Regions from separate parts of the Ovis aries genome. Here region 2 is linked to region 1. Evidence: chromatin contacts called from public Hi-C data. All regions are on one chromosome and are shown on one strand. The core of a region is the stretch at or near the end of the contact, and the rest is flanking DNA. Distances in the headings are between cores, read along the strand shown.

Region 1 (3,681 bases), core at 644-3,143:
CACTGTACAGCAGAAACTAACACAAAATTGTAAAGCAATTATACTCCAATTAAATTTTTTTTATTTCAATAAAGAATATTCCTTCCAGGAGGAAAATATGGCATTTGTGAAAATATTTGCTGTTCTCCATTACTGGCATGCTCATTCAGCTCTTTTTAATCTTTATATTCTGGGAAGTTATTTCATTCTCACTGTTTAACAAAAAAAGAACAACATAAAAATCCTTGAATACCTTGTTTAATTGGAGAATTTGAGTTTTTTCATTTATCATTGTAAAACCAAGGAATTTTGTAACATTTTTATATGAAGCTATTACATGTAGGGCAATCTGCCTTTGTTGTTATTTTAGTTGCTAAGTTGTGTCAGATTCTTTGGGACCCCATGGACTGTAGCCCGCCCAGGCTTCTCTGTCCATGGGATTTCCCAGGCAAAAACACTGGATTAGGTTGCCATTTCCTTCTCCAGGGGATCTTCCTGATCCAGGGGTTGAATCCTGTCTTTAAGTAGGGATAAATTACTCTCATAGAAATTAATCTGAAATAATTTTCCCTTCAAGTCAAGCATTTTGTTGGTCAAATAAACTTCTTGTTTAAAAAAAAAAGAACAATATTCCATCCAAAAGGATGTGATCCCAAGTATAAAAGCATTAAGCAGCAACTCTCAAACATGCACCAATTCAGGAAACAGATATGAGCTAAACAGAAACTGTCATTTAAAAAGAATCATTGTATTTTATAATTATCTTTTATTCATAAGCTGAGTGAATCTCAAAGAAACCAATAACATTAATTAGTACATAAGCATTTACCTGAAGTTCAGAAAATCCTTTCGTCTTCCTTTAGCTCTGTTACAGTAAGCAAAATTAAAGTTCACAGTTTCATTTGAACCAAAGTACAAATATGTAAAGCTGTTTTCAAAATCCTTTTATTTGCTTGTGTTCATTTATTTCTGTTTGTGCCTGGTCTCTCTTGCTGTGTGGGCTACCCCAGTCGCGGTGCACGAGCTTCTCTTACTACAGAGCACTGACTCTCGGCGCGTGGGCTTCCATGGCTATGGCACATGAACTCAGCAGTTTCGATCCCCAGGCTCTAGGGCACAGACTCAATCACTGTAACGCAGGAGCTTAGTTGCTCCTCGGCATGTGGGATCCTCCTGGATCAGGAATCTAACTCACGTCTTCTGCATTGGCGGTGGATTCTTAATCGCTGAGCCACCAGAGAAGCCCCTGTAAGTTATTTTTCATCCACTCACTCATCTAACTACCTAGTAAACTACCTATTTGCCCAGAAAGAGGTATGAAATGATTATAACCTAGTGTTAAAAACAGTTATTTCTTGGTGGTAGGAAATTTCATGATTTGTTACTTTCTTCTTTGTGCTTTTGTATTTGTTTTGATTTTTTTTTCTTTTTTTTTGCTGGGCCACAAGGCTTGCAGAATCTTGCAGACCAAGGATTGAACCCAGGCCCTCAGCAGTGAAAACGTGGAGTCCTAGTCACTGGACTTCCGGGGAATTCCCTAGGACTTAAATTTTATATAATCACAAATAATTTTTTCAAGAACAATAGTCATTCTAAAAAAATTTTAAGTTAAGTAGTCATTAAGAATGAGCTACAGGAAATATTTATTCAGCCCTTATTATGTACTAAGTACTTTGCTCATATTGACTCATCTAATCCACATATAACTGATCACGGGATGAATTATCATTTTCATTTTTCAAAAGAGGAAACTGAGGCTCATGGGTATTTGTTAATTTTTTAGAGTCACATACTAGGAAGGGCAGCGTTCGAACTTTGCCTCAATGTCAAAGTCAACGTCCCTTCTAGCAGCCTGCCTCTTCCTGGTTTTATCGAGTTTAACCCACCCCCACTGAGTGTTCACACACACACATTTCTGCAATAGTCCACCTGTCTGGGCCAGGAACTTATTATGACAAGCCAAATGCAATACTCATATCCTGACCAAGGCTGTTATCCAATATCTCTCTGATTTGGGAAATAGCCGGTGATCTCACCCTGACAAGGGTCATATATAGGTCTTAACAGAAGTCGTCATCACAGATCTATGTGAAAGGGTATGATGTTCAGATATAGCCAGCCCTTTGAGATGCTTTGCTGGAAAATGGTTCAAGTACAAAGTACTATTGACTCATGGTTACTTTTGTCCACTTTCATTAATAATGATACTTTGTACTTCTTTAGTGTTTCCCATAAGAGTGGTTTCAAAACCCTCCGGAAGCTTATCATTTCTGGGTACTTCAAATATCTTTCTTAATGACTGATGAAAAAGAAGTGGCAATATGGGAATTCCCTGGCGATCCAGCGGTTAGGACTCTGTGCTTCCACTGCCAGCGCTCAATTCCTGGTTGGGGAGCTGAGATCTCACATGATGCGAGGGGCAGCTAAAACAAAGCAAAATCAAACCAAAAGCAAATGGCAATAAATGTGCCACCCGTGTTTCCCCAGCCTCGCTAACACTAGCCTAGAGAAGAAAAGTGAGGCCACCACCAGAGTCATTGGTGCTGGTCCTACCCAACCTTCTCTCTGGGAACTCCATCTCGAGAGAGCCTGAGTTGCCCAGGGTGTGTGTCGCGCGTGTTCTTGGCTACCCCGTTGGGACCCTCCTGTGAGGCGGCATGCTCATAACCATGTCTTCCAGCGTCGTGAGGGCCCAGAGTAGCAACGACTGCCAGGCCCATGGCTGCCTTGAGGCTCCACTGCTGCCACAAGGACCCATGTGCAGAGCCGACCCCACTTCCTTGTGTCCCTCTAAACCCTGTTTCCATAAGACAGTGGGAGTGGTGTGTGTGAACCATGTTCAGACCAGATAATTCCCTGGCTGCAAACTCTACAGTGGGGTCCCACCATATACCAGGGCCTGCGAGACACCGCAGGGGCTGGCCCCACCTGCCTCTCTAACATCCTCTCCATCTGGGCTGTGGGCTGGAGGATGATGAAATAGCCTGAAAAGCAACACTTAGCCACTATTCCCAGGACCCTGGCCCATCACTCTTGAGGTATGTGCCTTGGTGCTCTTTCTTCCTGATGACTACCCTGTAAACAGACCCCAACAGCCCCACCCCAACCCCCAGGTGTGCCAACGGGTGGGTGCTGGGGGGGTCTTCAGTACAGTATCCTCATCATTTTCAACACCTCCACTAAAGTCACACCAAAAAATGTCCCTACATGGGAGTTCCCTGGCAGTCCAGTGGTCAGGACTTGGCCAGTCCACTGCCGCTGGCCTGGGTTCAATCCCTGGTTGGGCAACTAAGATCCTGCAAGCCATGCCATGCAGTTAAAAATAAATCAATACCATCCAAGCAAAAAGAGTGTATTTGACAGTGAGACACGTCAGGGAGCTGCAGCACCCTCCAAACCCAACTACCCCGAACCAAATTTCTGCCCCTGCGTTTTCTGAGGTGGAGATTCTGCAGCTGCCGCTAAAAAGAACGCTATGGTAAAGATATGGAAAAAAAGGACTATGGGATCTCAGACAGGAATCTCCAAAGTCAACTGGGAAAGAGAAGGTGGCACAGGTGAGAGATAGCTTTTAAGTCAAGTTCTAATGTCAAGTAAAAGACATCATGGGGCTTCCCTGGTGGCTCAGTGGTAAAGAATCCACCTGCCATCGAAAGAGACATGGGTTCGATCCCTGGGTTGGGAAGTTCCCATGTGCTGTGG
Region 2 (3,681 bases), core at 561-3,060, 40 kb before region 1:
AGTGAAATTTTATATGGACCTACAATATGAGAAACAAATTAAAGCAGCATTTCATTCTATTAGTGTATTTGAAAAGCTCAAATTTATAATATTTACAGTGAATTTCTTCTGATGAACACAAACTCTAATAAGTTCTGGAAGACTGGGACAAACCTGTTTTGTTTATTGCCCAGTATATATATATATATATATATATATAAAAAACCTGATTCACAGAGATTAGCAGTTACAAATAAGTCTTTGTCATTCTTTTAAAAACAGCACATTTTTGCTATCCAAGGATTTATTACACCTGTCCAGAAGTCCAAGTAGAAAAATTCTAAGTTAAATCTCTAATAATATCAATGAGAATATGTGGTAACCACAAATATTTTGGTAGAAAGAAAAATATGAAACTTAAAATATATACTAATCTGACATCAAGACATTATATATACAGAGCAGTCACATGTTACTGCACAATGCAATGAGAGCTGTCTATAGGAGCAAATTTGCTCCTATAATCTTACATGAACAAATAAGCACTGGTCTGAATTTTAAAAAGAACAATATAAAGCTACAATTTTTCCAATCAACAGAATTTTTAGGAATTCCAGTACATGCACAAAGAAAGCAAGCAATGTCATTATAAGAATTGTTACCTGGCTGTTGGCATTATGGATAATTTTAGTTTTTTTCTTTTTCCCTCAAATATCCTAACTACATTGCCTTTTCTCTCTTTTTTTTTAATGTTTTATTTAAAAATAGTTATAAATCACAGGAATTTGCAAAAAACTGTACAGGCAGGTCCCAAGGACCCTTCACCTAACTTCCTTCAATGGTAATATCTTACATACTTCTAGTGCAAGATCACAAGGAAACTGACTATGGTACAATCCACAGAGTTTATTAATATTTTCATCACTTTTACATTCATGCGTGTGCTCTATGCAATTTCGCATTTGACACTTGTAGCTTTGAGTACCAACAGCTGAGATACAGAACTGTCCCCTCCCCGCAAAGCTCCCTCATGCTGCCTCCTCAGCCACACCTTCCTTCCCCTGCTCCTAATTCCCGGCAACAACTAATCTAGTCTTCATTTCTATAACTTTGTTATCTCAACAATGTTATATAAATGCAACTGTATAGAATGTAACCTTTAAAGACTTTTTTTTTAACCTAGATAACCTGGCAGTACAAATCAGCAGTCTTTAATTTGTTAAAATTTAGCATGATATAAAATTTGAATGCGTATCAATGTTTGAAGTGGAAATCGCTCAGTCATGCCCAGCTCTTTGCAACCCCATGGACTGTAGTCTGCCAGACTCTGTCCACGGAATTCTCCAGGCCAGAATACTGGAGTGGGAAACCATTCCCTTCTCCAGGGGATTTCCCCAAAACAGGGATCGAACCCAGGTCTCCCGCACTGCAGGTGGAAATAGGTGGATTCTTTACTGTCTGAGCCACCAGGGAAGTCCAGTAATACTGGAGTGGGTAGCCTATCCCTTCTCCAACAGATCCCCAATGCAGGCATCAAACGGGGGTCTCCTGCATTGCAGGAGATTCTTTACCCGCTGAGCTACCAGGGAAGCCCTGGTTAACAGTGTTTACAGTGTTTTAAAGTTTACAGTGTTAAAAATGTGACTCAAATGCTTATGAAACCCATGTTGTACTACCATAAAATTAGGATTCTGGGGAATGAATTCTTTAAATTAATAATCTGGTACAAACCTAGTGCAATCTAGTACAAACACATTACAGAAGAGAAGCCCATGGCACAGTGCTTCTAAATCTTATCTATGTTTACAAGAACACGTGGATTACAAGAATGCCTGGCTGTGCATTTTTCTGGCCAGCCTCTAGATTCCAGTCCTTTCCTGACCCAGGTAAGTTTCTGTTACGTGAGAATATGACTGTTTGCTCCCCCCCACAGAATGGTCACCGTTTTTTGCCTTTCCACATATTTAGAATTCTTTCAAATCATCCAGGAAATGAATCTCCCTCAAATTCTTAGTTCTGGAGATTTACCTCCACCACACCCCAGGCGCAACTCTCTAGTCTCTAAGTCCTCATGAATCAACACCTCTCTCAGAAAGGACTGCCCCACCCTAGGGAAGTGAAGTGAAGTTGCTCAGTCGTGTCCGACTCTGCAACCCCATGGACTGTAGCCCACCAGGCTCCTCCGTCCATGGGATTCTCCAGGCAAGAATACTGGAGTGGGTTGCCATTTCCTTCAATTCAAAATAACTCTTCCCCCCTCCCCTCCATACCTCCAGGTACCAAGATCCACCTGATGTTTCTTCTCTCAGCTATTCTGTTAGGTCTTCCTGATCCTCACCCCACTAGGACTCTGCTCACTAACTGGGTGTGACAAAAGCCGTATCTTTATAAGTTTAGGCTTAGAAAGCAAACACTCCAACGAGTTACTTCTTGAACATCATGCCTTCAGAGTAATGTCCTTGCTTTTCCAAAAAGATCACTCTCAATAAGTAAAAGCTAAAACACGAAACTAGGCACAGATGGAAAAAAAAGCATAGATGTGTGTATATTTTTAAAATTTGGCTCATATTGGTATTACTGTATCACTATCAGATCAAATGGAATTTAAAGTAGAGGTAAAGAGGGACTTCCCTGACAGTCCAGTTAAGACTGAGCTCTCCCTGCAGGGAGCACCAGTTTGATTCCTGGCTGGGAAACTAAGATCCCACAAGCTGCAGAGCAAAAATTTTAAAAATAAAGTAGTGGTAAAGAGCCAAACTGCCTGGGTGAAAATGTGATCTCTGCCACTGTATTTTCTAAATCAAGTTTCATTTACCCTCTGTGTACTTCAATCTTCTCATCTGTAAAATGGTAATAAAAATGCCTCACAGGACAGTTTCAAGAATTAAATAACATATGTAAAGCATTCAGAACAGTGCCTAGCACACAGTAAACATTATCCAAGTATTAACAATTATCTCTAACACATGGCAATCCAGCTTCACCTCTTTGTGACATCTATTCTGCTTACACTCTGATGTTCATACTGCTCCTGAAACAGTGGTCACATAAGAATCTGTGTTTTATTTATTAAATTGATCTTGATCAAAACTAACTAGCAGAACAAATTTTCTCTTACACAGAAGCAGTTACTATTAACATTCCACCAAACATGAATGTAAGCACTTAAAAGTATAGTGGTGATGGAAAGAATGCTAGCAAAGAGGAAAGTACAGATCAGAACATAGAATATGGCAGCTTTATGTTTAAAAAACTGGGAGACTAATGTCATATTTATGCCTGTATACACATAAGATGGCTCTATAAAGCTTCATGTCTGATTACGGAAAGGGAGAAGTACAAGCCTGGGAGAAGGATTATGAAAGGGGTGATTCACTGTATATACTTCAGTATCTTTCAAATTTGAAGCAGTGAATATATTACTTATGTGTGTGATAGTTGCTCTGTCATGTCTGACTCTTTGCAACCCCACTGACTGTAGCCTGCCAGGCTCCTCGGTCCATGGAATTCTCCAGGCAAGAATACTGGAGTGGATTGTCATTCCCTTCTCCAGAGGATCTTCCCAACCCAGAGATCAAACCTGTGTCTCCTGCACTGCAGGCAGATTCTTTACCGTCTGGGCCACCAAGGAAGCCCATATTATCTGTATAAGAATCTAATTTTTCAAATGGAGGTGGTGGGTGGTGGTTCCTCTAAACAAGT

Evidence for each region. Hi-C and Micro-C count contacts between places; a contact is called where the count stands out from the background.
Region 2: a Hi-C map of liver shows a contact between it and region 1, with 3 times the contacts expected there. The contact joins two enhancer-like sites. A contact is called at or near these places in 4 of 16 Hi-C or Micro-C datasets (blood, liver and retroperitoneal adipose tissue).

Annotation. Positions count from the first base shown.
Region 1 is chr24:28,311,018-28,314,698 of ARS-UI_Ramb_v3.0, reverse strand. All of the region lies in intron 1 of LOC105604743 (a long non-coding RNA gene), which reads left to right. Among named protein-coding and RNA genes, the nearest start is that of VKORC1L1, 33 kb to the left of the region's middle. Within about 2 kb of position 1,893, at least 2 of the 54 cell types and tissues checked have an H3K27ac peak or open chromatin away from gene starts, as enhancers often do. A contact at or near this core is called in liver, where this site is marked.
Region 2 is chr24:28,351,035-28,354,715 of ARS-UI_Ramb_v3.0, reverse strand. All of the region lies in intron 1 of VKORC1L1 (vitamin K epoxide reductase complex subunit 1 like 1), which reads right to left. Among named protein-coding and RNA genes, the nearest start is that of VKORC1L1, 6.5 kb to the right of the region's middle. Within about 2 kb of position 1,810, at least 4 of the 54 cell types and tissues checked have an H3K27ac peak or open chromatin away from gene starts, as enhancers often do. A contact at or near this core is called in liver, where this site is marked.